Linked DNA regions of Lactuca sativa: region 1 is linked to region 2. Evidence: chromatin contacts called from public Hi-C data. All regions are on one chromosome and are shown on one strand. Each heading gives the region's core, a stretch centred on a gene start, on an enhancer-like site or on the middle of the called end of the contact. The rest is flanking DNA. Distances are from core to core; before and after follow the strand shown.

Region 1 (7,336 bases), core at 2,094-4,593, 150 kb after region 2:
TATATCTAATACCATGTTCGACAATATTTTCCACTAACCTTCTAATTAAATATACATGAGTAGTTCAACCTATAAGGAGACCTAACTTAATAAGGTTAAGGTTACTTAATAAGGTTAATGGGAGTGGTACAAGACTAACTGAGCTCCACCTCAGCCTTTTTATCTCTACTTCAACAATGCCAAACCTAACTAAGTCATGGGTCTAAACTGTATAATAAAACTATAAAAGATTGTACAATAATAATGTTAGATGCATACATCCAAACCGACAAAACAATGTCATGTAAATTATAAATTTATATGTATCGTTCTGAATTTTAAAAGCATTTAAGCGTCTAAACTCTAAAGTGTCAAAATAGTTCAAAGTCCAACGTCTAAACTTTTTGTAGCACGTGAAACGAAAAGAATAAAAACTAAGCAACCAAACATATAAAATGAAATGAATATACGGCGAACTATTTTTCAATGTGTCCCACTAATATGCGCCTTGAACATAAGAATAGCAATTATTATTATTATTATTAATTGCAATGCTAATATGCTATTATTAAATTTAAAATAATATTTATTAAAAATATTTTTAAAGTGCATTACTTTTTCAATGTGTCCCATTTCATAAAAGAAACATATATATAATTAATATGGTGACAATAGCAATGACGTTGGTCCTAGCGGTGTTGTTCCCAAAGATGACGTATGATGGATGTCGATCCTCAATGTAAATCCCTATTTTGCCCTCTTAAATCTTAATACAGTTTATTATGACTTTGTGTATATGGACAAAAGAATTTAAAAACTATCAATTATGCTGAAAAAGAAAATTTCCCTTTAAGAAAAAAAAAGAACACAGAATCCATAATTTGTTTGAGAACGATAAGTTATACAATCTAATTTTAAATTGAGTCGTCGATTTAAAATAAAGACAAAGATTTTTAAAATAAATCACATATATATGAGTGTTGTCTATAAAAATAAATTTTTATTCATAAAAGTATAGTATTTAATAGAGATTTTTAGTGTTTATAGCTTTATTACTATTGATTTTTTATTAATTATTTATTGTTATTAGAAAATATAGCTTATTTGATTTTTTTTATTAACCAGTTAATATACATATTTTTATGATTTGTATATTTAAGTTCTTATATTTTAATCATATTTCATTACTATTTAAATGTATTGTAATTTTAAATATATTTTATTTATTTGCTAATTAAAACATATTCATGATATCATATTATAATACCGGAAGTTGGAACACTACGATTTCTTTTACTATCTTATGTTTTTTAGGTCAAAAAGCACTTATGCATTTAATTGACTAACACTTAAGCTCCATTACTATATCATAGATTTATGTTATGAAAGTGTGTTTTAAGTATGGGATAATGACTTGAAAGGGTAACGAACTTTTGACTTTTGTCACATTTAGTCACTAAACTTTTTTTCGTTATCTATTTGCCATTGAACTATTGAAACTGTTCACATTTTACCCTTATGACCGGCTAACAGCCGGTCATAAGGGTAAAATGTGAACAGTTTCAATAGTTCAATGGCAAATAGATAACGAAAAAAAGTTTAGTGACTAAATATGAACAAAATCGAAAGTTCGTTTCCCTCTAAAAAGTTCAATGACTAAATGTGAACAAACCTCCTCTTGTATTATGTTTTAGCAAATTATTTATTTTTGTTAAATTGTAACAACATTTGTTGATGAAAAAATCTATGAAATAAGAAAAAAACAAAACAAAACCCTGAAAATATATTTAAAAAAAAAAACAAAAAACTAAAACCAAAATAAAAAACCAATGGTTTGACATTTTCCAAAATAAAAAATCAAAATTTCCAATCTGATTTTGGTTTTACAAAAAAATGAACCATTCTCACTGATGTGAATTATGACCATTGGTTTGACATGCGAAATTTGTGACATCCCATGAATATGTAGTTACAACATCGTTTGAACTCGTAATTCATAGTAAGGGGTTAGAGTATCATCGCATGAATACGTAGTTACAACATCTTCTGAACTCGTAATTCATCACCTACAGGTTATGAGCCTGCTGGTGTTTCCACTGGGTTGTCTAGAATAGTCCGTGGTCGTCATCTATACTCTGGTAGATGACTACATCGCCACATTGTTGGTTAAGGTTATGGTATCTCCTTTCATCCTACATCACATATTCATCGTCATCTGTTTACCTAATTATCACCACCTTTCTATCATCACTTATCTCTCATCATTTTATTTCATCACACACCAACTATTTCATCTATCCATGTTTCATCCGCAATATATTTGTAGATATAAAATAAATATACCGTTTAAATCTTTTAAAACATGTATAAAATCGTTCATCTAGCATAGACAGCAAATATTCAAATAATATGCACACATAGCACGTAATTTATATAAAATACTTCATATCTATGTGTAAGATGAAAGTAACTATATATACCATAAAAATCCCATAAATGCTTCCTAACTTCGAACCCCAAGGTTTACTCTACTAAAGCTTCATATTCTCGGCTCTCTGAACCTAGAAGGGTCCAGATCTATCACACCAAAAAGCTCAAGATAGCTCTTCCTCTCACTCTACACACTCAAGCTCGCTAGGGTTCTCACTTATGGGAATGGTAGTCGCAATTGAAGGCCATAAGTGCCTTTAAATATGGCTCGGGCCCAAAGATTTAGGGTTTCTGCCAACAACGTGGACTCGTTGAGTCGCCTCACCGACTCGTTGAGTCCATTCATTAATCCGAGTCATCAGTCGCGACCTTACTCGACGAGTTGAGGCGTCAACTCGTCGAGTCTCTCTTCTTAACTCAAAAGAAAAATACTTAAATGATGATACCTGGAAATCCGGATGTTACATTTTGTTTTTTTATTTCATAGATTTCTTCATCAACAAATGTTGCTACAATTAAACAAAAATAAATAATTTTGCTAAAACATAATACAATAGGAAGTTTGTTCACATTTAGTCATTGAACTTTTTAGAGGGAAACGAACTTTCGATTTTGTTCACATTTAGTCACTAAACTTTTTTTTCATTATCTATTTGCCACTAAACTATTGAAACTGTTCACATTTTACCCTTATGACCGGTAACAGCCGGTCATAAGGGTAAAATGTGAACAGTTTCAATAGTTTAGTGGCAAATAGACAACGAAAAAAAGTTTAGTGACTAAATGTGACAAAAGTCGAAAGTTCGTTACCCTTTCAAGTCATTATCCCTTTAAGTATTTAGTTATTAATTAAATTGTTTATAAAATTGCGGTTTTTTTATGAAAGCAAAACCTCTTACGTTGTTGTTAGAAATAAGGATCTCTCAGCAGTGGGATAGTTTGGCATCCATACGAAACTTCCTTTGAATTCCTTTCAAGTTTCAATTAATTGCTTGGTCAAATTGTCTTCTTTTTGGTGGTGTCTTGTGAAACCATTTTACTCCCATTCCTATCATCAACCACTTCTTTGTTCACAACACACAAAATAACCCAAACAATTCCATGATCTTCATCTTCCTCACCTGGCTTTTTTTCGTTTCCAATCTCCTTCAATTCCCTTCAATTTCATCTCTGTTTTCTCACTTCACCATTTAGGGTTCTTGGTTTCTTCCCAATGATGAAGTGTTTCAATATTTTCAGTTCCGGAACGAAAAGAAGAGGGAAATCTTCACCAGAGCTCCGGGAGCAAAACCAATCAACGAAACCAGCTACAAGATTAGTAAAGTCGACAGGGTCAATCGTTTCACCAAGAAGCATACCGGAATTGTACAGAGAAAAAGAACATAATTTGAGAAAGTTTTCGTTTTCAGAGCTCAGAAATGCTACTAATAATTTCAATAGGATGTTAAAGATCGGAGAAGGTGGATTCGGAAGTGTGTATAAAGGGTCAATTAAACCTCCTGATGATCAAGGCGAGCCTCTTGTGGTTGCAATTAAGAAACTCAACAGAAATGGGATGCAGGTATTCCATTGAAAATTCTCTCCGGATCTACTGGTTTTGTTTTTTAATTTTTATAATCTCTATATTCATTCAAGAATATATTCTCAAATTTGATTTGTTTAATCTTGTTTATACACGTGGGAATCGATGGTTTAGGAATTAGATTCCACAATTGACTTGCTTCCAACTTCAAGATTTATAAGACTTGCTTAAACTTTGAAATTACATTAAGATCAAATTGTTAGAAACATAAAACAAGAAAATGATGATTTATCTTCCCAAAATTTATAGATTTTTTTGGTTATATGATGTGTAGGGGCATAAAGAATGGTTAGCAGAAGTTCAGTTTCTTGGTGTTGTTGAACACCCTAACCTTGTAAAGCTTTTGGGATACTGCTCAGTAGATGGTGAAAGGGGAATACAAAGACTATTAGTCTACGAGTATATGCCAAACAAAAGCTTAGAATCTCATCTCTTTAGCAGAGCATATCCACCAATTCCATGGAAAAAAAGGCTACAAATCCTCCTTGGTGCAGCCCAAGGTCTAGCTTATCTTCACGAGGGTTTGGAAATCCAGGTATATATATATCTTACACAACGTATCCTAATATTTAAAAGTACACATCTTATGACATTTTTAAATTATAGTTCATAATTCAAACTAATGTTTTGGGAATTAATTTAGGTGATATTTCGCGATTTCAAGTCCGCAAATGTGTTGTTGGATGAAAACTTCAACCCAAAACTTTCGGATTTTGGGCTTGCGAGAGAAGGACCACAAGGAGACCGGACTCACGTATCCACAACGGTGAGTAATTTGTATTTGTATTTATTTCACGACTCCTACATTTTTCTCTCTCCAACATAAATAATTAAATAGAGTCAGCCATGTTAGATAGAGTTTATCTCCATTGAAGAGAGAGATGAATAAAATCTTTGATCCTAACTTATTGTCATTTCCAGCCTGTTGGGACATACGGATACGCTGCCCCAGAATACGTGGAAACGGGTCATCTAAAGTCAAATAGCGACTTATGGAGTTTCGGAGTTGTATTATACGAGATTTTATCGGGTAGAAAGGCGATTGATAGACTCCTACCACAATCCGAACAAAAACTTATCGAATGGGTCAAACAGTTCCCAGCAGATAGCAAAAGGTTCCGGATGATAATGGATCCGCGTTTAAACAATCAATATTCGCTTAGTGCGGCTCGGAAAGTTGCAAAATTGGCGGACAGTTGTTTGCGGAAGAATCCGGAAGATCGACCCGCGATGAGTCAGATAGTTGATGTGTTACAGGACGCGATTAGAGAGTCAGAAGATGATATCAGAAGTCCAAGTTCAGTACCGAGTCCGTTACCGTTACCAGAGCCGTCTACACGAAGAACAGTTCATGTTGGTTAGGGAAGAATGAAGATGATTGTGATTGTTGATATTTTTAAATTTTTGTTGAGGGTTGAATCATGAATGGTTTTGTATCGTATTTAGGTAGATGACTAGATGAGTTTATTGTTTATTGTTTTTTTTCCCTTATATATAATATGGGTATAGACGTATGGGGTACATAGAGTCGTGAAAAAGATTTGATTTTTTTTTTTTTAAATCAATTATTTATATATATTTTATGGTCTTTATGTTAATGTTTAGATTTGACCAATATGACCAGGTTTATACTTTTTGACGGTATAAGAACCATAGATAAACCTTCTAACAGTTTAAGAATCATAGATAAATATGAAACGTCGACAATGACTAAACTAAAAAAATTGAATAATCAACAAAATGACCACAATTATTTAATCGGTATATCAAAATGATGCAACTTTCCTTGAAAAGGCAACATGGACCACCAACTGCGAAAATATCCAAAAATTTGAGTTTCGTTATCGTTTGTTAGGTAATTATATAAGGTATGCAACAGTTGTTGGGCCTTTCATTTGAAAGTCATTTTCAAACACTCTTATGGGTGACCACCTATTTCAACATCTAACCTCAAAAATCTTTAGAAGATGGAACGATAGGTGATCTTATAAACACATATTTAGCCGTATTAACCTTCATTTTTCCGGTTAATAAGTTAATCTTGACAACTAGGTTAAGAAAATGTCCAAGACTCATAAGATGAGTTTTAAACATGTTTGTCATGCGTAAAAATCTAGTTATAGCATTTAATCGATGGATGTTTGTTGTATCAACCTTTGTAGTGTACAATTACATATATGAACCACTTAGGCATTGTTTGATTTTAAAAGGTAAAAGAAATATAGTTTGCAGATCACATCTATAAAATATTAAAACAAAAATATGGACCAAATATGTAGTGTGCAAGAAATAGAATGTTCGTTTTTTAACGTTTGCATGGATGCTAAAATAAATTGAAATATAAATATAGTGAATATTTAAACTTAAAAGAGTTTTGTAATGCGAATATTTAAATAATTTTAGTTTTACAACACTTAAATATAATTCATACACCAATAATAATTTATTATTTTTTTAAATTATTCATTTCATATAATTTGAAATGACATGCCAACGGAAAGTCAGGTGCTAACAAAAATTGAAGTATTAATATTAACACCTAATTACTTTGTCGTTTTAAAAAAGAAAAAATGAAATGAAATTCACGTTGGGTTGTTTGTATTGAGGAAAGAAATTCATTGTTCCTACCCTCAAACATTATTCTCTTATAAAATTATTAAATGGGATCAAGAATACATGTTTACAAGGTGGAAATATGTGTTTACAAAGTGTAAATGTGTGGAGTTCATATACCCTATGGTTTTGTAGGTTTTGTTTTTTCTAATCTAATCGTTTTTTGTAGTTTCAAACACCTTTATGGCTTTGTAGTTTTTTTTTAATCTATTCGTTTTTTCTCATATACCCCATGGTTTTGTAGGTTTTGATTTTTCTAATCTAATCGGTTTTTTTTTTTCAGTTTCAACACCTTTATGGTTTTGTAGTTTTCTATTTAATCTTTTTTTTTTTTTTTTTTTTTTTTTTTTTTTTTTTGTTTTAACACCGACAATTTTTTTTTATTATATTATATTATTTTCAGTTTCGTTGTTAACGGTTAACATACATAAAATGACTAAATTGACATTTAATTTTTATTTTTTTATTACTTTTGACAAAATTACATTTCTCGTTCCTATGGTTACATGGTTTTCTTAATCATACTCATTTAATGATGACCATTAAGGTAGTTTGGTGACATGAATAACTAAATTGCCCAAATATGCAACTAGGTTGAAATGGTTTCTGTAGTTGTATTCTAAGCTAACTCTACACAATTTTAATTTTACATCTTTTTATTTGTATGTCTAGATTTAGTAATAGATTTAAATACATTGTGATTGTATTTTTACATCCTTTCATTTGCTATGT
Region 2 (7,576 bases), core at 1,485-3,984:
CATCAGAAGATATCACCGCCACTACCACCACCGGAGACCGGCGACAAGACTGGGACTAAGAAGTAAGAACGGATCTGTTAGTCGGTGATCGAAGCTATTTGTGGTTAGTCGACTGAGGGTTCCGGCAACTGAGGTATTTAAAGTGCTTCTATGTCTTAGGCTTTTGGCGACTGTTAGTCAGAGATCGAGTCTTTCGACTGAGAAGACTAGAGCATCACCATCCCTTCAAGAAATTGGAATCATAAGCTGGTTAGATTAACATCAGATCGACGCTTGAGAATGAATTAAAGAAGAGATCTATAACAGTTATTTAAAGGGAAAGAGGAAGAGGAATGCTATCAGTGAAGTTATTGTGTCGCAAGTAGATAGATTGAAGAGAAAGATTAGACGTAATATCAAAAGGAAGATTCTCGATGAGAAAATTGTATCGGAGGCTGAGGATTTTGAGTGCGTCTAGTTTTCAAACGGTATTTGGTGGGGTACAACTGTATAGTCTGATGCCGTTTAGATGAACGGCAGTAACTCGTGCTTCGATAGCAATGGTGGTTTCTAATGAAAAAGTATGGACACATTCAATATGTTGTTATTTGTCATTTCAAACACATTCAAAATAGAAATGGACAAAAAAACAAAACAAAAAACTTATTTTAGACAACAGGTGCAAGTCCAAAACTTTTTAGACAAGCCACAAAGATCAAATTTGTAATTTTGTCGTTAAATTTATAAATTTAGATCAAATAAAGATGCACTTAGGTGTTGCAAATTATTTTACAAAGAATGGATTCTAAGATTTGGGGTCTACCATATTAGTGACCACTGAACATGTTTTTATTTTACACATAATAAATTACTTTGCTCATAGAAAAAAGCTATTTTAGTCTTAAAATATATAATAAAAAACCAACTCAGCTCAATTGCTTCCACTTATCACTAAAAAATGCTGGATAACCCAAACATCTATCAAACATCGAGTCTGATATGACTTCAACCAAAATGAACAAACTGAAAACCAAAACATGTACGCCAGACTCCACAAGCCAAACACTCCAAAGATACAATTCTAAATGCTATGAATAATAATTAAAAAAAACAAAAACATCTAGATATGAAATGCAAAATCCACATCCAAAACTCTAAATGTCTTTGCATGATTTATAAAACCAAAATACTTGAAACAAAATACATGTCATGAATAACTCAACAAAACTCTCTCAGGATCTAATACAATAAAAGGGTAAATGAAAGACCTTAACATTGATGAACCTTCTACTTAACTCTCAGTTTGCTCCCTCAGCCTTCGAATTGTGCTCCTAACTGTAACAGCACTTGCAGTACTATTATCATTCAAAAACAAAAAACAAAATTATCAGTGAATTAAAAACATTAAAATATAAATCAAAGAAACAAAGAAAATATAAAAAAAATTATTACTTCAATGTGTATGCACCCCCTGCTTTCACTTTCCCACAATCCTTGCAACCCCAGATTCCAACTGCCTTTCTCTTCACAGCATACTGTTTCACCATTTCAAAACAAATACAAAATATTTTCACATAAGCAACAAACATTTTGCAAAAAATACAAATTATTATAAAAATCCAAAAGTAGATGATTTACCTTCCCACAAAACTCACAGAAATACTTGCTGTGCTGGCTGACTTCCATTTTCTTGATCTGTTTACGCAGACTAGCACCATAACGGGTACCTGAAAAAGAAAATTAAAAAACAATATTTAAGTAAAATATTTTCATTTTTTGTAATTTAACAACAAAAAATATTTATATAGATAATTTCTATCATATTAGGAACTTTGTAGCAAAAACATGATACTTACCATACTTTCCGACAATGCCGGCCTTCTTTGTCCTCTTTGTCTGCAAATTAAATTGAATGATGAATATAAAATTAGTATTTAGTTTACAAATTTAAGTTAATAACTGAAGTTAGAAAGTAATGTATTTGAAAATTTTTAACAATAAAGAACAGATGCTAAGGAGGTCGTGAATTTTGGTAATCACTCCCTTCATTACCAATGAAGATTTCAAATTTGAAGACTTGGATTTTTATCTACAAAGCTATAATACTCATCAGATGACGACTGATCCTAATACCAAAAATGTCTTATGTGTGGTACGCATGATGTTTAAAGTGGTTACTTGCAATCGAAATTTGAACAATTTTATAAGCTTCTGAGAATAGCATTCTAAAAAAATCCCAACTTTGGACGTGTTATGCATTCCATGCCGCTTTGATTAGTTAGAACTTAGAATTGCTAAATCAACCGCATATGCTAACGAACTCAAGGTAAGATTGCAAATCTTTAGAAAGAATTGCATCATCGGAACAGCGGAATTGATCCTTGAGCATACAAAGAAATGGAACATCTAATACTTAATTATAATTCATTAATTTGTATAAAAGCGTGTGGATTTTACAGAAGACTATTTGGGAGTAGATGGAGTACGTGCAAATCTAAGAGAAAAACGCGAAACACTAATAGGCATGCTCTGATTCGATTGATGAACAACAAAAATGACTATGCTATAATGTTCTGAAACAGTGAAATCAAAATAAACGATTTACTTGCTATTGCTAGATAATGATGTTCAAGATAGACTATACCATTTCTGAAGATCGGATGAGGAATGTTCGAAACTTGCAGAGAAACAAAGCACGGCGATAAAGAGCTGAACCCTAAATTCTTCATTAATCACGATTTATAGTGGACAGAATCAAGCACGTATTGTGAAAACGATTGGGCTTTTCTTGTTTACGATAAATGATATTGGGCCTAACCCAATAGTGTGATTCTATTTAGTGTTATCTAATTATTATACTATACTTTTTTTTTTTTTTTTTTTATTTTAAATATTCGTATTGAACAAGGTTAAATTATGTATATGTTTGAAAATAATTATACTATTAATATTAAGAAATTAAGTAATCTGATTATTTTTTATGGTTATATTAACTATAAAATATTTATATTATTGATAATTACTATAAAATAATAATAATAAATTAAATAATCTAACTATTTTTTTATGGTTTTTTAAAAAATAACTACTTTAAAATTATTTTTGAAAAATGGGCATTCGGTCTAGAACTCATTCTTGACTCAAATTCTGAAACAGATAAACGGATAAAATGGTCTGACCCGATAATGTGGTCTATTATATATTACTGTCTCGGATCATTCTTACGGACTCATTGTTTCGGACCTCATTTCAAACTCACTATTTCGGACTAAATCAACTTCAAAGAATGTCTTCTTCTAGCAGTGAAGAAATACATTTTATGTGGGTATGTTTCGATTCTTTGTATGATTATATGTTTTTATCTGCGAATATATGTTAAAAATAAGGAATTTTTGTTTTGTTGTATAAATTGATGCAATTACAGATATAAGTCATTTTCCTTAAAAAATTTGTTGTTTTTAAGCTTTTATATGAGTAGATGTGGGTATATGTATGTACTAGACCAGCTAAAATTATAACATAAAAAAAATACTTTCAAACCTATTTAGAACAAATATGGAATACGTTGAACTGATCCGATGTAACGTTCGTAAGATAAGACTAGATGATTAAAGAATAATAGAATAATTATTCATCACGATGATAAACAAATGTTTTTATAGATGACCACACGAAAGTTGTAGGAATCGTAAACGTGAGAACTTGCATATAGAAAACTTTCAAATCCGACTTCATGTAAGAAAGTTATGATTTTTAGAAGTTTCAGCGCAATAGTATACAACATAGAACCCAAAATTAAGAACGGTCGATTGTTAGTCAGAACAATCTAAACGAGAATTGAAGATCTCGTTAATATATATTTGTCGATATAAAGACAGTCGATAACTGATATCTAATGAGAGAGTTATGATTTTTATACGGACTTTATCAATCTAAGCTTATAAAAATATAACTTTAAAAGTAAAGCGAGAACTATCTGAAGATGTCTAAATGAAGGTTGTAGATCTTGTCGATAGCTATGTGTGAATATAAAGAACGTCGAAAACGAAGTTCATATGAAGAAGTTACAGAATTTACAAAATTTTTTACTTGTGCGGTGCACGCTTCTAGAAGGTGGCAACACGGACCACAGAGAAGATGACACATGACACAACGGTTGGGGAGACGTAGCCTTAAGCGCATGAAGCGCACCTTGAAAGGCGTAACACGCATGATCAAAATCCAGTTATAAATAGCAGTTGTAGCCCCACTTCATTCCTTATGCCTTTCCAATTTTCTCTGCGTTTCTTTGAGATTTTAGCTCGATTTTCCCCTAGATTTCAAAAGTTTTAGCGAAGTTGTAACGTCGTGAATAATTAATGAAATTTTAATATATATATATATATATATATATATATATATATATATATATATATATATATATATATATATATATATATATAGTAATAATCACATGTGTGTGTTAGATAATAAATCATTAAGTATATTATACATATTAATCACCGAGTTGTCCGAGTTTTACAACACTGCCCGCCTCAGTATGGAGCCGATCGGGAAGTACTCCGATTCTGTAACTCGCCTTGGTAAGGGGTTGTGTTTGGCTGTCAAACCAACAAATAATGGGATAAAATAATATTAATAAAGCTCTTTCTTATACTAAAGATAGTATAGAGTAAGCAGGGTCGGTCCACAGGAATACATGACTTTTATCTTGCCATATTTTCACACATAATACAAATAATATTAAAATGGTGGATTGTGTTTGAACTAGATTTAAACTTCATAAATAAACAAGATTGTTAACAAAACGCAGTAATAGAAGTACATTTCCGATTTTGATTCATATACATGTATTGTGTTGAAAGATGTAATATGATTATATCTCATGTTCAATCTAGGTTGGTAATTTAGATATTAATAAACTCTCATATCCAAGTTGACAAAAGATGTTTTATTCAAAACATGTTCTTCAAATGAAACTTCATTTAATTGATTTAATTCAGATAAGCTCTTTCATCAAATCATTAAATGACTTTAAGTTCTTGCAACAATTACCAACAATATTCAATATTCCTCATAAGCTTGGGATTATGAACATTTAATCTTTGATTACACTCATTTTGATTTAATTACAATCAATTAAGTGCATGTTACTAACATTAAATCATAAAACATATACGAATTTTACAATTTGATTAACTAGATTGATAAAAACCCTAGTTCATTAATCAAGTGAAAAAGAGAATATACCAAACACATGATTAAGATCAAATCAAAGATTACTAGATGTTAAACACAAATCAAGTTCAAATTACAACCTAACAACACATACTTAAGAATTCAAATTCGGAAATGATAATGAAATCAACCACACATGTCTAGGTTAAACTACAAATCAAACAAGTCTAAACTTCAAATTGACTTACAAAAAGCAAATTAAAGTGTTTCTAGAGTGTTAGATTATGATATAAACTCCCCAAAATCGCCCCCTTGAAGTTCCAAGTCGAAGTTCCCTCTGAATGTCCCAAAAACCGTAGATAAATCGGAAGTTAAGGTTTTTAAATTCCATCAGATCACGTTACACGACCCGTGTAACATGTGCCTTGTCATTACATGGCCGTGTAATGACTCTGATGTGCTGAAATACTTCCAAAGCGTGGCCGCGTAACGTATGCCTTGCCAAAGCACGGGCCGTGTAATGAACTGTAAGATAGCCAATCTCCAATTTTCTTCATTTCTTCAATTTAGCTCTGAAAGTTCGAAATTTCATCGAGGGCTAGAGAGAGAGAACCGAACCAATCCTTTCCAGATTTTTCATGATGATATTTTATAGGAAATTCGGTTGTGTTTGATTTTGTTGGCTTGTTTAACATTTGAAGTTTATTTTGAAGCCAACAATTATGATTATGTGGTTCTATTTTTTATATTTGTTGTTGTATATTTCTTTTGCGCTCCTGATATGGTTATGGATTTATCTCCTATTATGGATTACTGAGACTTGACACGAATTTTGGAAGAAGATATGAAGATTGTGCAACCATAAGCCATTGAAGAGCATGAGGAGAAAACTAAGAAGAATGGGATATGCCTTACCGACGCCGAGTGCCCTCCACCTTAAATAAGAAGTGTAGATTCTTTGATAGGAGTGAGTTCACGCATCATGTGAAATGAGTGCATACACGAGTTGAGTGTTTCAGTGAGCAAGCCCTATAGATTGAGATGCACCTGCCTTGACAGTAAAAGTTACTAGGAGATGCCTTATACTATGTTTCTATGCAATTAAACCAAGTGCTTGGCAAATCTTTGTGTTCCAAGTCTTCTACTGTCCTGATTTGGAATGCAATACATTCGTATGTGTTTGGGGTATAGGTTGACAACTCTTTAATCATGATAATGTTGTCGGGATAAATAACTTGAGGCATTCTTTCTTTTTAATTCTATGTTTGCGTTTCTTCATTTGCATTTGCATACATCTCTTCCAAGGCTAATTTTTGTTTTGTTTTCTTGAGGACAAGAAAAGGTTCAAGCTTGGGGAGATTTGTTAGGTGCATAAATTGCACCTTTTCATAAGCTAATTTCATGTTTATTTATAGCATTGCATTGCATTTTTAGTGTAATATTGATTCATTTTGCATTTAAGGACATTATCGAGGATCTATCGAAATTTCACCGAGGGCTTCCCTTGACCATCCTAAGCATGCTCCAAACTTCAAATCACCCTGAAAGATCCACAAAAATGGTGAAATATCGATTCTCTCTCTCTCTCTCTCTCTCTCTTTTTAATTATTTATGATACACCCTCCCCAAACTTAAAAATATGCATCGTCCTCGATGCTTGGGAAGAGAGCGGGACAAATTATTGAGGAGGATCTTGTGGCAGGAATGGAGGATCTTGAGGGGAATATTGATGTGGAAATTGTGGATTGTATGGTGGGGGGTAATGTGGATATTGAGGGTAATAAGGTGGTCGTGTAGGTTGACCACCTAAACAAAGTACCCTATGCATGTCGGTCACAAGGGAATCCACATGTTGGTTGCGTGCTTGTTGATTGTCTCTAAAGGTATAAAATTCTTCCCTAAACTCCACCATCTCAGTATTTATCTCACAAACACTATCATAAAGTTCAGAATAGTCATGATGCAAACACTGATTGCCTTCATGCAACCTACGAAATTTTTGCATATACATGTCATGATGGGGATGCATGACAAGTTCTTGCTGCACTGGAGCAGCAACATCAGGAATGGGCTCATCCACATCAGAATCAGAATCAGGCTCAGGCATCGGAACACCTAAATTGGACCTAAGGCGCTAGACAGTGTTGTGAATGGGATTCGACAATCGAAGAAGCTGAGAATTATGATGATCGATGCTAAGGTAATCACGACTATCAACAGCCCAATAAATGGCTTCTGTTTCATAATCGGTATGGAACAAATGCATGTTTTGAAAGATGTTTTTCGTGAGGCGAGTTTCTCCTTCAATAACATCGAGACCGGGTGGAAAGCGAATGGCAAGAGCGGGGTGTTTGAGGATAATTACGATTATACCCCCACAAAGTAATTTACCACTGGTGCTACGGGATGTTTTCAACAA

What was found. Hi-C and Micro-C count contacts between places; a contact is called where the count stands out from the background.
Region 1: a Hi-C map of leaf shows a contact between it and region 2, with 7 times the contacts expected there. The contact joins the promoter of LOC111911418 here to the promoter of LOC111911417 in region 2. A contact is called at or near these places in 3 of 4 Hi-C or Micro-C datasets (leaf and seed).

What each region holds. Positions count from the first base shown.
Region 1 is chr6:168,430,719-168,438,054 of Lsat_Salinas_v11, forward strand. It overlaps LOC111911418 (probable serine/threonine-protein kinase PBL19), which reads left to right and starts at 3,344. Exons shown (of 4, transcript XM_023907198.3): 1 at 3,344-3,970; 2 at 4,266-4,526; 3 at 4,635-4,757; 4 at 4,913-5,545. The coding sequence starts at 3,623. The coding sequence ends at 5,353.
Region 2 is chr6:168,281,055-168,288,630 of Lsat_Salinas_v11, forward strand. LOC111911417 (60S ribosomal protein L37a) reads right to left here and starts at 2,735. Exons shown (of 5, transcript XM_023907197.3): 1 at 2,624-2,735; 2 at 1,836-1,875; 3 at 1,618-1,706; 4 at 1,432-1,514; 5 at 1,107-1,334. The coding sequence starts at 2,626. The coding sequence ends at 1,271.